Regions from separate parts of the Mus musculus genome. Here all the other regions are linked to region 1. The links are chromatin contacts, called in public HiChIP or PLAC-seq and capture Hi-C maps. All regions are on one chromosome and are shown on one strand. Each heading gives the region's core, a stretch centred on a gene start, on an enhancer-like site or on the middle of the called end of the contact. The rest is flanking DNA. Distances are from core to core; before and after follow the strand shown.

What was found. HiChIP or PLAC-seq counts read pairs in DNA pulled down with a chosen protein or histone mark. Capture Hi-C pulls out chosen DNA fragments and counts their contacts.
Region 2: an H3K4me3 HiChIP or PLAC-seq map of bone marrow-derived macrophages shows a contact between it and region 1, with 4 times the contacts expected there. The contact joins two enhancer-like sites.
Region 3: a capture Hi-C map of embryonic stem cells shows a contact between it and region 1, with 2.5 times the contacts expected there. The contact joins two enhancer-like sites. A contact is called at or near these places in 2 of 39 promoter capture datasets (both in embryonic stem cells), 1 of 15 datasets of contacts at CTCF or cohesin (the NIH/3T3 cell line), 3 of 484 Hi-C or Micro-C datasets (the BV-2 cell line and embryonic stem cells), 5 of 115 datasets of contacts at active chromatin or transcription factors (the SCID.adh cell line, embryonic stem cells, large pre-B cells and 1 more) and 4 of 9 other capture datasets (embryonic stem cells, liver, macrophages and 1 more).

The regions. Positions count from the first base shown.
Region 1 is chr14:30,529,038-30,533,809 of GRCm38.p6, forward strand. No RefSeq gene overlaps it. Among named protein-coding and RNA genes, the nearest start is that of Tkt, 18 kb to the right of the region's middle. Within about 2 kb of position 2,569, at least 51 of the 459 cell types and tissues checked have an H3K27ac peak or open chromatin away from gene starts, as enhancers often do. A contact at or near this core is called in bone marrow-derived macrophages and embryonic stem cells, where this site is marked.
Region 2 is chr14:30,188,394-30,193,165 of GRCm38.p6, forward strand. All of the region lies in intron 4 of Cacna1d (calcium channel, voltage-dependent, L type, alpha 1D subunit), which reads right to left. Among named protein-coding and RNA genes, the nearest start is that of Gm52107, 33 kb to the right of the region's middle. Within about 2 kb of position 2,373, at least 16 of the 459 cell types and tissues checked have an H3K27ac peak or open chromatin away from gene starts, as enhancers often do. A contact at or near this core is called in bone marrow-derived macrophages, where this site is marked.
Region 3 is chr14:30,867,081-30,871,852 of GRCm38.p6, forward strand. Stimate (STIM activating enhancer) reads left to right here. Exons shown (of 8, transcript NM_028839.4): 5 at 3,671-3,783; 6 at 4,401-4,478. Among named protein-coding and RNA genes, the nearest start is that of Mustn1, 9.8 kb to the right of the region's middle. Within about 2 kb of position 1,936, at least 67 of the 459 cell types and tissues checked have an H3K27ac peak or open chromatin away from gene starts, as enhancers often do. A contact at or near this core is called in embryonic stem cells, where this site is marked.

The DNA.
Region 1 (4,772 bases), core at 1,319-3,818:
AAGGGCCATGTGGATCTGGGCTGTCTCGGGGCTGTCAGGAACCACTGGGCTAGAGGAGCTCAAGGCGGGGCAGTCCTGGAGGTCGATGGAGATGAAGGCAGGGAGCATGGAAGAAAGAAGCAGCCACTGGGGCTGGCGAGGTGACTCTGAGGTCATAGTATCTGTACAAGTGTGAGGACCAGAATCCTCAGGGCTGCCAGGCCGATGTGGCTGCCCCTCCTGTAACTGAGTGTTTGGAAGGCAAAGGTGGAGTCATGGCAGAGAGCTCTGTATTCAAAGGAGAGAAGAGCTGTTGGGGAAGACTCCAGTCCTGAGCCTCCACACATATGAACACACACATGTTCATGCACCCCACACCATACACAGAAGCAGGAAGCAAGCCGGGGAATGTTTCAGACAACACAACTCTTAATTCACGTGGCATGCAGAGTCCTTAAGCGGTTTCTAACCCCCTGTGAGCTTGCTGAATGGAGCGGTGCCACGCTCAGACTTTTAAAACACAATTCCACTAAAGAAAAACATTATTTAATGTTTTTATGGAACATTTTCATGTGTCTTCCGGGTGCGCATTTCTCCTTCAACTCCCCCACCCCTGAGGGATGATTGCTCCGGAAGGGGTGGAGATGGCCCATAATCAATTGACCAATCTGAAAAGGGCTCCAGAGAGTTGTGTATGAGCTGCCAAGAAACAGCTACAGGAGCCGGGCGAGGTGGCGCAAGCCTTTAATCCCAGCACTTGGGAGGCAGAGGCAGGCGGATTTCTGAGTTCGAGGCTAGCCTGGTCTACAAAGTGAGTTCCAGGACAGCCAGGGCTACACAGAGAAACCCTGTCTCAAAAAACCAAAAAAAAAAAAAAAAAAAAAGAAAGAAAAGAAAAGAAAAAGAAAAAGAAACAGCTACAGGATCTGCCTACCTCTGTCTCCCAGGTGCTACAATAAGGACAAGCACCGCCATGGCTGGCCCTTCATCCCTATAGAAAGATAATTCCCCTTTGGTATTCTGACTTGGACTTCATGGAGAACATGACCTATGGCTCTGTGCACACACAATTGTTTAACTTAGGAATAAAGTTATTTAATGATAGCATGCTTTATTTTAGCTCTCCCATTGCCTGAGCAGTTACGAAACATTTTTCCTAGAGGCCATCTGGGTCTTCACTGTGTAGCACCTCCCCTCCCTAAAGTGCTCACTGCTCAGCATCTACCTGTCCAGGGCACAACACACTTCGGTCAACCCCTGTGGTAACTGTCTTCTGGGCCAAGCAAGCATCATCTTGGGGGTTCACTGTATCCCCACCTTGCAAAATTGATCCTGGTTGGGCTTGTTAACGTTTCTTCTTCGCCCCACCTGGCCCAGGGAAACAGTATCCAGATGCTCTCTGGCACCTGCCGAGGCTGCATTTAGCCTGGGGAGAGGAGATGGAGCTTGGGGACAGGTCTGGGGAAACTAGGGCAGGGCTCCATGCACACAGCTACAGGGAAGCCCTCATCCCTCCCGAATGCTGCTTCTGTGTGCACCAGGAGAAGAGTTGCCCGCCATAGCCCTGAGTGCAGCTTCTGTGTGCACTAGGAGAAGAGTTGCCCGCATAGCCCTGAGTGCAGCTTCTGTGTGCACCGGGAGAAGAGTCGCCCGCCATAGCCCTGAGTGCAGCTTCTGTGTGCACCGGGAGAAGAGTCGCCACAGCCCTGTAAGTAACTCCTCACCTAGGCTCATCTGACCTCCGTTTGTCATTGGGACCTTGCGAGGAGGAGTAGATGTTGCTTTAAGTCTCTTTCAGGGAAGGAATGTTAGCAATGAGCTCCACCCCACCCCAGCCCCAAACCAGGTTCCGAGGCTCTAATCACCCAAACTAACCTGGGCTCGTGCCCAGAAGCACAGTGAAAAACTGGCTCCAGCCCAAGGCGTTGAGATTATTAATTAATTCTCCTGGAGGACTTTAGAGTCTTTAATAATGGGCATTGTGCTGTGGTGGCTGGAAACTCGGCACCTTTGATCGCCAGGGCTTTCCCAGGCTCTGCCTTGGAGAATGCAAAGGATCAGTGGGCAAGCAAGTGGGAGAAGCCAAGGCCACATGCCCATAGGCCGCTTGTCATTCTCTTCCCCTGAAAGACTGGAATGACAGCCATTCTGTGCTTTATAACACTGGATACCCATGCATGCATATTAACCTATCATGCTCCATGGAGAGGGCCAGACCTGTGTTAGTTCCTGGGAAGTGACATGAATAAAGATGTATTCACTTCAAGTTCACCCAGCTAGACCGGGTGGGGTAGAAGAGCCTACCCTTTTCTCTTTGGGGGTTTGTGAGACATGGAGAGGACCTCTAGATCTCTGGAATAATTGTATTTTTAAATGACTGCAGCTGTGCTGCCTGATAGGTCAATGGATAGGTTCAAAGGATCATTTTCCCTCTTGTCATTTAGAGATGAAGACGCATACTGTCGTTGAGATAACGGGGCCTACTGAGCTAGCCAAGAATGAAACGACCAGTCCTGGAACAAGTTACAGAACTGTGTCCACATCATAGCTGCAGAGCTATCCATCAGGGTGCTGGGGGCTGCCCATTGGTTGAGTGCTCACTTAGCATACAGGAAGCCCTGTGGTCAATCTCTGCACTACATAAACAAGGCACATGTGACACACTTGTGGTCCCAGAAGAGAGAAGGTGCAAACAAGAAGTTAATAACCAGTGTTCAGGGTTCAAGGTTATATAGAGAGTTCAAGGCTAGCCTGGGCTACACAAATCTCTACACCAAAGAAAAGGAAAAAATAGCCGGTAAGTGGTGGCACACACCTTTAATGCCAGCACTCCCCAGGTGGAGGGTGGGCAGCCTCTGTGGGCTCTGCTCAGGGGCCATCCTATACACGGCTGGGCTGGGCATGAGTGGAGTTACTCACAGGGCTCTTAGGGGCAGGGTAGGGAGAGAGAGATCTTCATACTTGCCAGGCAAGACTTGACTTCGGAAATTACAAGGTACGATGACTTGGCACCTTTGCTGTATGTTCAAGGACAGCAGTGCTGGGATGGGCTTACGGGATGACTCAGAGGGCCAGCCACAGTCTGGACATGTGAGGTTCTGCCTGGAGCAGCCCTCTCTCACTGAAACAAGGTGCTAGCTGCAAGCAACACATGTGTGCGCATGCGTGTGTGAGTAAAGCATGAAAGCCCTGAAAAAGTTTACCCAGTGGGAAACAGATGGCAGATGATTGATCTTTCTTTTTCTGTACCAGGATTAATCCAGGGGCAGAAAGAAAAGGGATAGCTTGGGAATGAAGGTTTTTTTCTTTCTTCTTCTTCTTTTTTTTTTTTTGTTGTTGTTGTTTTTTTGTTTGTTTGTTTTTTGAGACAGGGTTTCTCTGTGTATCCCTGGCTGTCCCGGAACTCACTCTGTAGACCAGGCAGGCCTTGAACTCAGAAATCCGCCTGCCTCTGCCTCCCAAGTGCTGGGACTAAAGGCATGCGCCACCACTGCCCAGTGGAACACAGGTTTCTAATCCCAGCATTTAGGAGGCTGAGGCAGGAGGATTAAGCGTTCAAGGATAGCCTAGGATCTGTAACAAGACCCTGTCCCACTGGGCATGGTGGCGCACGCCTTTAATCCCAGCACTGGGAAGGCAGAAGCAGGCGGATTTCTGAGCCAGCCTGGTCTACAGAGTGAGTTCCAGGACAGCCAGGGATACACAGAGAAACCCTGTCTCAAACACCCCACCCACCCCCCACAAAAAAAAGACCCTGTCCCAAATATAGGCCCTACAGTAAATGGGCACTGCGAGATTTATTCAGAGAGTGGGCCCATCCACCTGGAGGCCAGCAAGTTGGAACCACGTCAGACTGCGGGACTCTCAGCACTGAAGCTCTTCTTCACAGAGAAACTTTTTCCTATCTATCCTCTCTTGTGAGTCACCGGAGCGTCCGGGGTATAACCACATCTACAAAATACCAGCACGGCCACACCTGAGTTAGTGTTTCATTGCATAACTGGGAACTACAGACTAGCTAACTTAGCTCTTTCAACTGACCACAGTCACACATGCACACACATAAACATGAACAAACATGCACACACACACACGCATACAGGCACATATGACTATTAACATGCACATACACACATATGCATGCACACACAATTGTAAACACATGTGAGGTTTTTTTTTTTAAGATTTATTTAAGTACACTGTAGCTATCTTCAGACACTCCAGAAGAGGGCGTCAGATCTTGTTACAGATGGTTGTGAGCCACCAAGTGGTTGCTGGGATTTGAACTCCAGACCTTCAGAAGAGCAGTTGGATGCTCTTACCCACTGAGCCATCTCACCAGCTCCCCACATGTGAGTTTTAAAATTACATTTATTTATGCATGTGTGTCCAGGCCACAACACACGTGTAAAGAGTCATTCCAACACTTGACCTTGTAGTCCTGGAGATGGAACATTGGTGGGCAGGCTTGAGAGCAAACTCCTTTACCTCCTGCTGCAGCTGTCTGGGTCCAGTAACACTTTCTAAGCTATAAGGAATACGATTATAGCATAGTGGTAAAGCTCTCGCCTAGATTCTCAAAAGCCCTAGTCCTAGCACCATAAAATAGAAAAAGCAAGAAATGTCAAAGCCTCCCTGAGATTTCCCTCTGTGCATACTCTGTTGAAAGCAGCGATGGGGCTGGTGAGATGGCTCAGCAGTTAAGAGCACTGACTGCTCTTCTGAAGGTCATGAGTTCAAATCCCAGCAACCATATGGTGGCTCACAACCATATGACTCCCTCTTCTGGAGTG
Region 2 (4,772 bases), core at 1,123-3,622, 340 kb before region 1:
ATACTTTGTGGCCAATTATACGGTCAATTTTGAAGAAGGTACCATGAGGTGCTGAGAAGAAGGTATATTCTTTTGTTTTAAGGATGAAATGTTCTATAGATATATGATAAATCCATTCGGTCCATAATTTCTGTTATTTTCAATGTGTCTCTGTTTAGTTTGTGTTTCTATTATCTGTCCATTGATGAGAATGGGGTGTTGAATTTTCTCACTTTTATCATGTGAGGTTCAATGTGTGCTTTGAGTAAAGTTTCTTTTATGAATGTGGGTTCCCTTACATTTGGAAGTATAGGTGTTCAGAATTGAGAGTTCTTCTTGGTAGATTTTTTTTTCCTTTGATGAGTATGAAGTGTCCTTTTTTATCCTTTTTGATAACTTTTGTTTGAATGTTGATTTTATTCGATATTAGAATGGCTACTCCAGCTTGTTTCTTGGGACCATTTGCTTGGAAAATTGTTTTCCAGCCCTTTACTCTGAGGTAGTGTCTGTCTTTGACACTGCCTTTCCTGTATGCAGCAAAATAATGGATCCTGTTTACATACCCAGTCTGTTAGTCTATGTCTTTTTATTGGGGAATTGAGTCCATTGATGTTAAGAAATTTCAAGGAATAGTAATTGTTGCTTCCTGTTATTTTTATGTTTGTGTGTCTATCTTCTTTTGGGTTTGTTGAAAGATTACTTTCTTGCTTTTTCTAGGCTGTAGTTTCACTTCTTGTGTTAGCATTTTCCATCTATTATCCTTTGTAGGGCTAGATTTGTGGAAAGATATTGTGTAAATTTGGTTTTGTCATGGAATGTCTTGGTTTCTCTATCTATAGTAATTGAGAGTTTTTCTGGGTATAGTAGCCTGGACTGGCATTTGTGTTCTCTTAGAGTCTGTATAACATCTCCCCAGGATCTTCTAACTTTCATAGTCTCTGGTGAGAAGTCTAATTCTGATAGGTCTGCCTCTGTTACTTGACCTTTTCCCCTTACTGCTTTTAATATTCTTTCTTTTGTTTTGTGCCTTTGGTGTTTTGACTATTATACAACAGAAGGAATTTCTTTTCTGGTTCAATCTATTTGGATTTCTGTAGGCTTCTTGTATGTTTATGGGCATCTCTTTCTTTAGGTTAGGGAATTTTTCTTCTATAATTTTGTTGAAGATATTTACTGTCCCTTTAAGTTGGGAATCTTCACTCTCTTCTATACCTATTATCCTTAGGTTTGGTCTTCTCATTGTGTCCTGGATTTCCTGGATGTTTTGGGTTAAGAGCTTTTTGCATTTTGTATTTTCTTTGACTGTTGTGCCAATGTTTTCTATGGTATCTTCTGCACCTGAGATTCTCTCTTCTAATTCTTGCATTCTGTTGGAGATGCTTGCATCTATGACTCCTGATCTCTTTTCTAGGTTTTCTATTTCCAGGGTTGTCTCCCTTTATGATTTCTTTATTGTTTCTAGTTCCATTTTTAGATCCTGGGTGGTTTTGTTCAATTCTTTCACCTGTTTGGTTGTGTTTTCCTGTAATTCTTTAAGGGATTTTTGTGTTTCCTCTTTAAGGGCTTCTAGCTGTTTACCTGTATTCTCCTGTATTTCTTTAAGGGAGTTATTTATGTCCTTCTTACAGTCCTCTATCATCATCATGAGATGTGGTTTTAAATCAGAGTCTTGCTTTTCTGGTGTATTGGGGTATCCAGGGCTTGCAGTGGTAGAAGAACTGGTTTCTGATGATTCAAAGTAGCCTTAGTTTCTGTTGCTTAGGTTCTTGCCCTTGCCTCTCGCCATCTGGTTATCTGCGGTGTTAGCTGGTCTTGCTGTCTCTGACTGTGCCTTGTCCCTCCTGCAAGCCTGTGAGTCAGTACTTCTGGGAGATCAGTTGTCTTAGGGAGGTATTTGGGTACGGAGAGCTGTGGCACAGGGTCAGCTCTGGAGTGCAGACAGAAATCAGAAGGATCCTGTCCCTGGCTGTTCCTTGGTTCCTGTGTTCTGATGGCTCTGGGTGGGTCCCTCTTGTGGCAGGAATTTGAGCAGAAGTGGTGGTCTTACCTGTGCTCACAGTTGTTTTGGCACTCATGGGAGACCAGCTTTCCCCCGGTGGTATTTGGGTATGGAGCGCTGAGTCACAGGATCAGCTCTTGGCACATACAGAAACTGGAAGTATCCTGTCCCCGGCAGTTCCTTGGTTCATGTGTCCTGAGGGCTCCTGGTGGGTCTATCTGAACAGAAGCGGTGGTCTAATGTGTGCTCACAGGCTTGTCAGCACTCCTGGGAGATTTGCTCTCTCCCTGCTATGGTATTTGGGTATAGAATGCTGTGGCACAGGAACAGCTCCTGGTGCAGACAGAAACTGGAAGAATCCTCAAGAATCTTTCTAAGGGGTGTTATCACTTCCAGTTTTAGAAGAGGTTTATGAGAGTTTCAATTTCCCCATATGGTGGCTCCCATTTGATATATCTGTTCTCTTTACAACCAGCAGTCCCGGTAGGCACAGTGCTGTTACTGTGGTTTTAATTACCATTTCTTTAATTACTAACAATGTTGAGGGTTTTGTTGGACAGCCATTTTTTTAAAAATGAAGATCCACTCAGTTATTTTGCCCATCCTTTAGTATATTCTATTCTTGAATAGTTTTGTCTGTATGCATGCCAAATATATATATATTTTAGACCAAGAACTAACTGACTTCCTTCCTTCCTTACTCTTTGCCCTATGGGAAATGCTTTTTTCATTTTTTTTCACACTAATTTTTGAAGAAAAGATTTAAGTTTTGATAGAGTTTAATCTTTTCATGGTCTCTTTGATAGGTGCTGTTTTCTGCCTCTTTGTTCTTTGAGATAGGATCACACATGTCCCAAGCTGGCCTCGAACTCACTACATCTTGACTGAACATCTTCTGAGCCTCCTCCACTTGTATGGGAATTTTAAGGAGTTCACTGACAGCACCTATGCCTTAGAAAGCTTTGCCTGCCTACAGGCTGTATACAGTATTTGCCCCATGAAATGTTATAGTTTTAAATTGTAAATAAGTCTATGATCTGGATGAAGGTAACATACAGTCTGAGGTAAGGCTAGTCTTTCACACTGACAAATGGTTGTTTCCACGCTGTTTGCTGGAAAGTTTCCTCATGCCATTGAATCATCATGGCATCTTTTTCTAAAATCAATTGGTGGCATGCACATGGGTCTATTTCTAGATGGCCCTATTTGATTCCATTGATCTTTATGTCAACTCCTAAGATCAATATTATCTCAACTCCAATAACACTAGAGCATGCCATAAGATCAGGCTCCAGCTTTGTTCTTAAAGATTTCTTTGGCCAACTTAGAGTCTCTCTAATTTCCATACAGATGCTAGAAAAGTCTTGTGAATTTTTCAAAAGCTTGACAATATTTAGATTAGGATTCAATCTATACCTTGATTTGGGAAGAAGTAGAAACCTAAGGTCATTAATTCTTCCAACCCATGAGCATGGTGTCATACTCTTTCTTCAGCTCTTCTTTGATTGCTCCCGTGAAGACTTCCCCATTTCAGCAAGCTATCCATACCTAAATATTTCATAGCTTTGGTGACACTGTAAATAGTAACATTTAAATGTTTTGTTTTCTAACTGCCTGTGGCTAATATATAGACATTTCTATGCTTTTATAGAGATTTTTTATCCAGAAACATTGTCAGGTTCATTCAGAAAACTCGATTCTGTATGATTTTAGTCTTAAATTCACTATGATTTATTTTACGGCCCAGAATATCAACTCTCTTGATGAACACTTCATATGCATGTGAAAAGAATATGTATGCTGCTCTTATTGATAGGGAATCCTTTGGAAAGGTCAGGGTGACTGCTGGAATTTTTCAGGTCCCCCATCGACAGGTGCTAGCCATACTCCAGCACTGAGAACTGGGGTACACAGCTATAAAGATGGCCTTCCACTCCTCCTTCAGTTCTGAGAGTGTTTCATTCAAGCACTTTGAAGCTCTGTTATCAGACATTTGAACAACAAGGATTCTTATATCTTCTTGGAAAATACCCTTTATGGTTTTGAAATCTCTCACTTTGCATGCTGGGTAGCTCCTTTTTTCTAACGTCTACTTTGTTGGTTATTGATATGGCCCCTCTAGCTGCCTTTTCTGTGCTTTGATTCACAAATTACTTGCTTTTGCATTAGAGAAGGTTAAAGAGACACTGGAAAGGTTTTTTTGTTTTTGTTTTTTTGTTTTGTTTTTTTACATCTGATAATCTGATAAACTCATGGATTAATTAGGGCTCTGCTGAGTTAAACATTCTATCTTGTTATTTGTTTTCTGTTTACTTTGTTTTTTCTTTACTTTTTCCTAACTTGATTTTTGTTCTTGTTGTGTCTCTCTCCTTTGTTGTCTTGATATCAACAACTAAAGTTCCTTGTTCCCAGTTGCTCAGTAGGAAAAGTGTCAACAGCAGCCTTCTGTGAAGGGAGAGAGGAAGTGGTTTCGGATTTGCAGACTGCTGGACCTCTGGGCTAACAAATCAACTTGGTCATTAAATGTCAAGTAGATCAAACAGCTACACATACAAGTATAGCTGGGTTTCAATACAACTTTAGTTGCCAAAATAGGTGTCAAAATACTTTGCTAGTGTGGAGAAATGGCTTCCTGTAGAGCCATCTCTAGGCTCTGGAGTGGAGAGTGGGTAGTTTGCAAGTCTGGGTGCCAGGGTTTATAATCTGTACTTTTACTTGTGCATGACCTACCTTCATACAGCATCTTAACATTCTAGGTTCTGTATGTACATTGTACGACAGCCTTACAATGCTC
Region 3 (4,772 bases), core at 686-3,185, 340 kb after region 1:
AGTGAGGTGAAAGCCTGTCCCTCTTTCCACTACCATCCTGCGATTGTCCTGTCACCCGATTACTCTGCTAGAACGTTTGCCTAGTGAGGAGATCCTGGTGAGGAGCTACTCGTAAGGAGCAGTGTTAGGAGCTCACCACAAGAGGGCGCCAGGACAAGTGTGTACAATCTGGATCCACACTCCTTCCATGCCATGGCTCTGGGCCCAGAGACCTACTGTCTTCTAGGTGGTTGAAGACCTCTGAGAGAATGACAGTTTAAAAGGGCACATGATTGCTGGAGCTGGCTGGGGAGTGCCTTGGGTATTTCTAGAAATCTTAAGTAATTGTTTGTCTTCAGTGAGGGAGTATGAGTTCAGGGGAGGGCTTTTCTTAGCCTGTTACTTGATGCCAGTGAGTCAGTGACTTAAGATAGGGCCCAACATAGCATGTGCCTCAGGACTCAAGGGAAGGAGGCTTCTAAGATGTCCAAACCCATAGAGTTCTCAGCTTGCGGGACAGAAATGGCCACAGCACATGTGGACCAGTCTGACATCATTCTCATTTATAAAACAGGCAACTAGGAGTTAAGTGACGTACCTGGTCAGGACATGTTTGTGAGCTCTGTGTCCTCTGCATCAGGGGTCCTAAAAACTTCCAGGACCTCCACCAGCACTGCTTACCTGCACCTCAGCTATAGAGATCCCTGTGTGGAAGGCAGAGCTGTCAGATACACAGTAGCTGACACTGTATCGGTTGACTGAGAACAGGGGTCCGGTCTGGTCCCCTACACCACCAGTTCTCAAGCAAGTTTTATCTGCCTCCTCCCCAAGGATGGAAAGAAGGGAAAAAGGCAGTAGCTTTGTGTGAGCCCTGTCCTCTTGGCCCAACCCCTTAAACTAGTCACTGGTGTTGGGAACCAGAGTCCTCAAGTGTCTCCAGAGAAAACATCCCTTTGTCAAGGGCCACCCCAAGTCCTCATTCCCTGGACTGTCTCCCTGCTGCCTGCGGCATCGTAGTTGTTGGTTGTTGTTCTGCACTGCTGTAAGAAATCAACACAAGCTTAGTGACTTAAGACAACCCAAATGGATTTATCTGTGGTCCCTTCAAAAGTCCAACGCAGTTCTATTGGGTAAACACGAAGGCAGCATTAGGGCTGCGTCATTCTAGAAGTGATGCAGATGTTGTTCGGTTGCCTTGTCCAGCCTCTAGTTCTGTCTGGGTCCCTGGCTTATGATTCTCTCCCTCTGCCTTCAAAGCCAGCAGCCAAGTTCTCAAGGTATAACATTCTGACCTTCCACCTTGAAGTGGCCCTGTGCTTACCCTGAGTGCGTCTGGACACTCCAGATGCTCCATTTAAAGTCTGAATAGAAACCCTAATTCCATTAACAGCCAGAATTCCCCTTGCCTGGGTCACAGTACATAGCATGGGTTCCAGAGATTGGGATGTGGACATCTTTGCAGGACCATTATTCTGCCTTCTACACTAGGAACTCCATGTAGGCCTCACAGCTCTCAGGGAAATAAAGAAGAAGGGGTTGCTCTCAAGATAGCATGTTGGGTTCCTAGGAGAAGTCATGGGACTTGAAACATAAGCACTGTTGTTTGGTTTGAGGGGTGAACGGTTTTTGAGTCACAGGTGAGATCTGTAGTCTGATGACCAAGTTTCTCTTGCCCTGAAGACAGGATAGTGTTCAGTGGCACAGTATATCATAGGCTTTCCTGCCGGCTCATCCACGTGCTCCCTTCCAGAGGCTTCTCAGCACACACGTGTTCCTTCCTTTTGGCCCCTATTCCCATAACAGCCTGCGAGAATAATTTACCGGAACAAACCATGTCCCTGAGGTTGCCCACTACATACAGTAGAAAACAGGGCACACTGGCATGCTTACTGACCGTATTTGTCCTCTAGACAGAACTTCAGGGAGCATTTGAAAGACTGTCAAGGGAACAGAAATAATCAAACAAACTGTCACATGTCCACTCAGTCCGCCTCCAGTGACCTGTGGCCTGGTACACCGAAAGCGAGGGTATATCAGCTAGACACGGGCACTTTTATCTCTCGTGGGTGGTTTTCAACATTTTTATTTTAGTATAAAACAACAACAGGCCGTGGAAGCTGCACTGTACAAACTGAGAAAGAAGAGGAAACTGATGTCTGTCTTCTCCGTTACTCACAGCCTCCGTTCTAGGCAATGGAGTGAGTGCACACTGAGCAAGTGAATGTCCTCACAACAGTGAACAAATGGTGTCCTTTGTCTGCTCTTTCCCAGATACCCCAGTCCTTCTCAGACACTTCCCAGTGGTACTTCCTAGATGGGGATCACTGTTCTTGCCTGGGAGTTGAGCAAGCAGTTTCCTCTCCTGTTCTCAGTAAGATCAGGTGGTTTACCAAAAGCATTGGGAAACTCCTGCTAGGCCTTGCCAGGAAGAGTGACTTCCAGGTGCTCCGCTGAGGCTTACATGCCCTGCCCTGGAGGTGGAGCAAAGGGTCAGGCCTTAGGTTAGGCACTCAGTGTGCTGCTGCATGCTTGCCGCCCTTCTCCTGCCATTGTCCAGAAGAGGAAGGGGCGTGTTCTGCTGGTGGTCCATTACAGCTGTGGAAAGGCATTCACCTGCCTCCACTGTGTTCGGCCTGCGGCCCCAGACAGGGATGCCGCCTACAGCATGGGTGCCTGGAGATGTCTCTCCGGACCAGGTCCTCTTCTCACGGCCTTCCTGAAATGTCACTTTGTTGCTGTTCTGGTCCGTGGAGTGCAGGTCACCCTGGCTGAGCTTTCAGGACAAGGCCCTGCCACCCTCTCCCACTCTGTGGAGGCCTGGCCTAAGATTCTGCGTGTCATTCGATCATTCTCTAGAGAGGCTGGTCCCACCCTTCAATGAGTCTGTTTCTGACGTACCCTAGAGGCACTGCAGGGTCCAGGTGGTCCCCATTTTGGACTGTTGGAGCCCTCCTGAGCACTTCTTAACCATACCCACTGACAGCCTGTGCTGTAGCCGCTGGCCTCAGGCCGTATCTGCCACATCCTGTCTTAAAGGCTTCGATCTCTTTCTCCTAGCCAAGGTGTTACATGGCCCCCCAAAATGAATTAGGTTGCTCCCAAATTTGTGTTTGGTTAATTCTATGAAAAAGCCCTGGGAACCATTAACTTGTGGTTCTTTTGCGTGAGTTTGTGGACTCTGAGGCTCTCTGGATCAGTCTGATGTACCCAGGGCTAAGAACCGCAGGGAGATTGGGGGATGGGGCGGCCGGAAGGAGGAAATGGACAAAGAAGTTGATTACTGCAGTTATAGGCACAGCGTCGGAGAAAAGGGGGTTAGCAGCAGTCGCTGGAAAAATCAACTGCAGATAAAATAGCACTCTTGCTTAACCCAGCTGCTGCTGCCAGTGGACAGAGCCAGCAGTGAGCGCTAAGTTTAGTTCCCCTTAACTCTATCCTAGAATTTTTTTTTTCCTAAGAAAAACATTCTGGTATGTCCAAATTAGGAATTCTGGCTTTATTCAGAGGGCTGCCTCTTTTAGAAATGAGGTGATTTGTAGAGCTTTAGAGACTCATAAAGTACCTTAGAGCCAGGGTTCTGGGATCCAGCTAGGGGCATGAGGGCTCGTAATGAGCTGCAAAGGGCTTGGGTGGTGGTGTTGTACTACTCAGATCCTGGTGTGTGTGGCTAAGCACCTGCCTGTCCCTGCAGGAGACCCTCTGCAGTGCGGGGCCTGGGTAGGACAGTGCGCCCTCTACATCGTGATCATGATCTTTGAAAAGTCCGTGGTCTTCATCGTCCTCCTCATACTCCAGTGGAAAAAGGTTTGCCTCCATCCCTGCTCCTGCGCTCTGTGCTAAGCCGAGTTAAACGACAGCCCCGTCATCCCCAGCCCTGGCATCCGCCCGGCCTGCTGGTTTCTGTTTTAGCTCCATGCGTGAGTCCTGGGTCTGGTCCGACGTAGCAGCTGATTATAAGAGCGTTAGTTTGTCATTCTTGTCCTTGGTGTTCGTGCACTTGGTGTAAACACACATCTTCTCTAGATGAAACCTGGGGATGTGTAAGCCTAATGGAGATCCAGCCCCCTCTGCTGTGTTGCTTGGTCTGCTCAGTCTGCAGACTTGGTAACTGTGAATGTGTCTCACTGGTAAATGTCCTTCACACTCGTGTCTGCTAGTTCAGCTGAAGCCACAAGCAGTTTCTGAGGTCTTTACTCTCCTACATGCTAATACCTGGGTAAGCCCATGGCCCTCGGGTCCACAGGGGAAGCTGCCCCAGAGCCAGTGGCCCAGAGCAGCTCTGACCCGTCCTTACCAACAGTCAGATCTAGGGTCTGTGCAGCCATGGGTGTGAGGGGCTGTTCCAGTGGCTCTTGGGAAGTGTCTGAGTCTCCTGTGTGCTGCCCCTGTGGTCTCCTCACTGTGTCTGTTTCTCTCTGCAGGTGGCCCTATTGAATCCAATTGAAAACCCCGACCTGAAGCTGGCCATCGTCATGCTGATAGTCCCCTTCTTTGTCAATGTCAGTGCCTTGTTGAGTGTCTTATCCTAGCTTGTACCCTGCCACTAAGGTTTCCTGTTCAACACTCTGAGTGTGACACAAAAGTCACCTTTACAGCCTCAGACAATCCTTTCTATCTGTGTAGCTAGTCCGTCCCCTAACCAGTATTGAACTTGGTAGGAGTCCTTCCTCAGAAATCAGGTATCCATTCTAGGGCCCCTATTTCAGGCAGAGGATCCTAGGAACTATGACTTGCCTTCCCTGATAGGCCACTTTGCTGAGAGATCCCAGCCTGTGGGTGAAGTGTGTGACTTC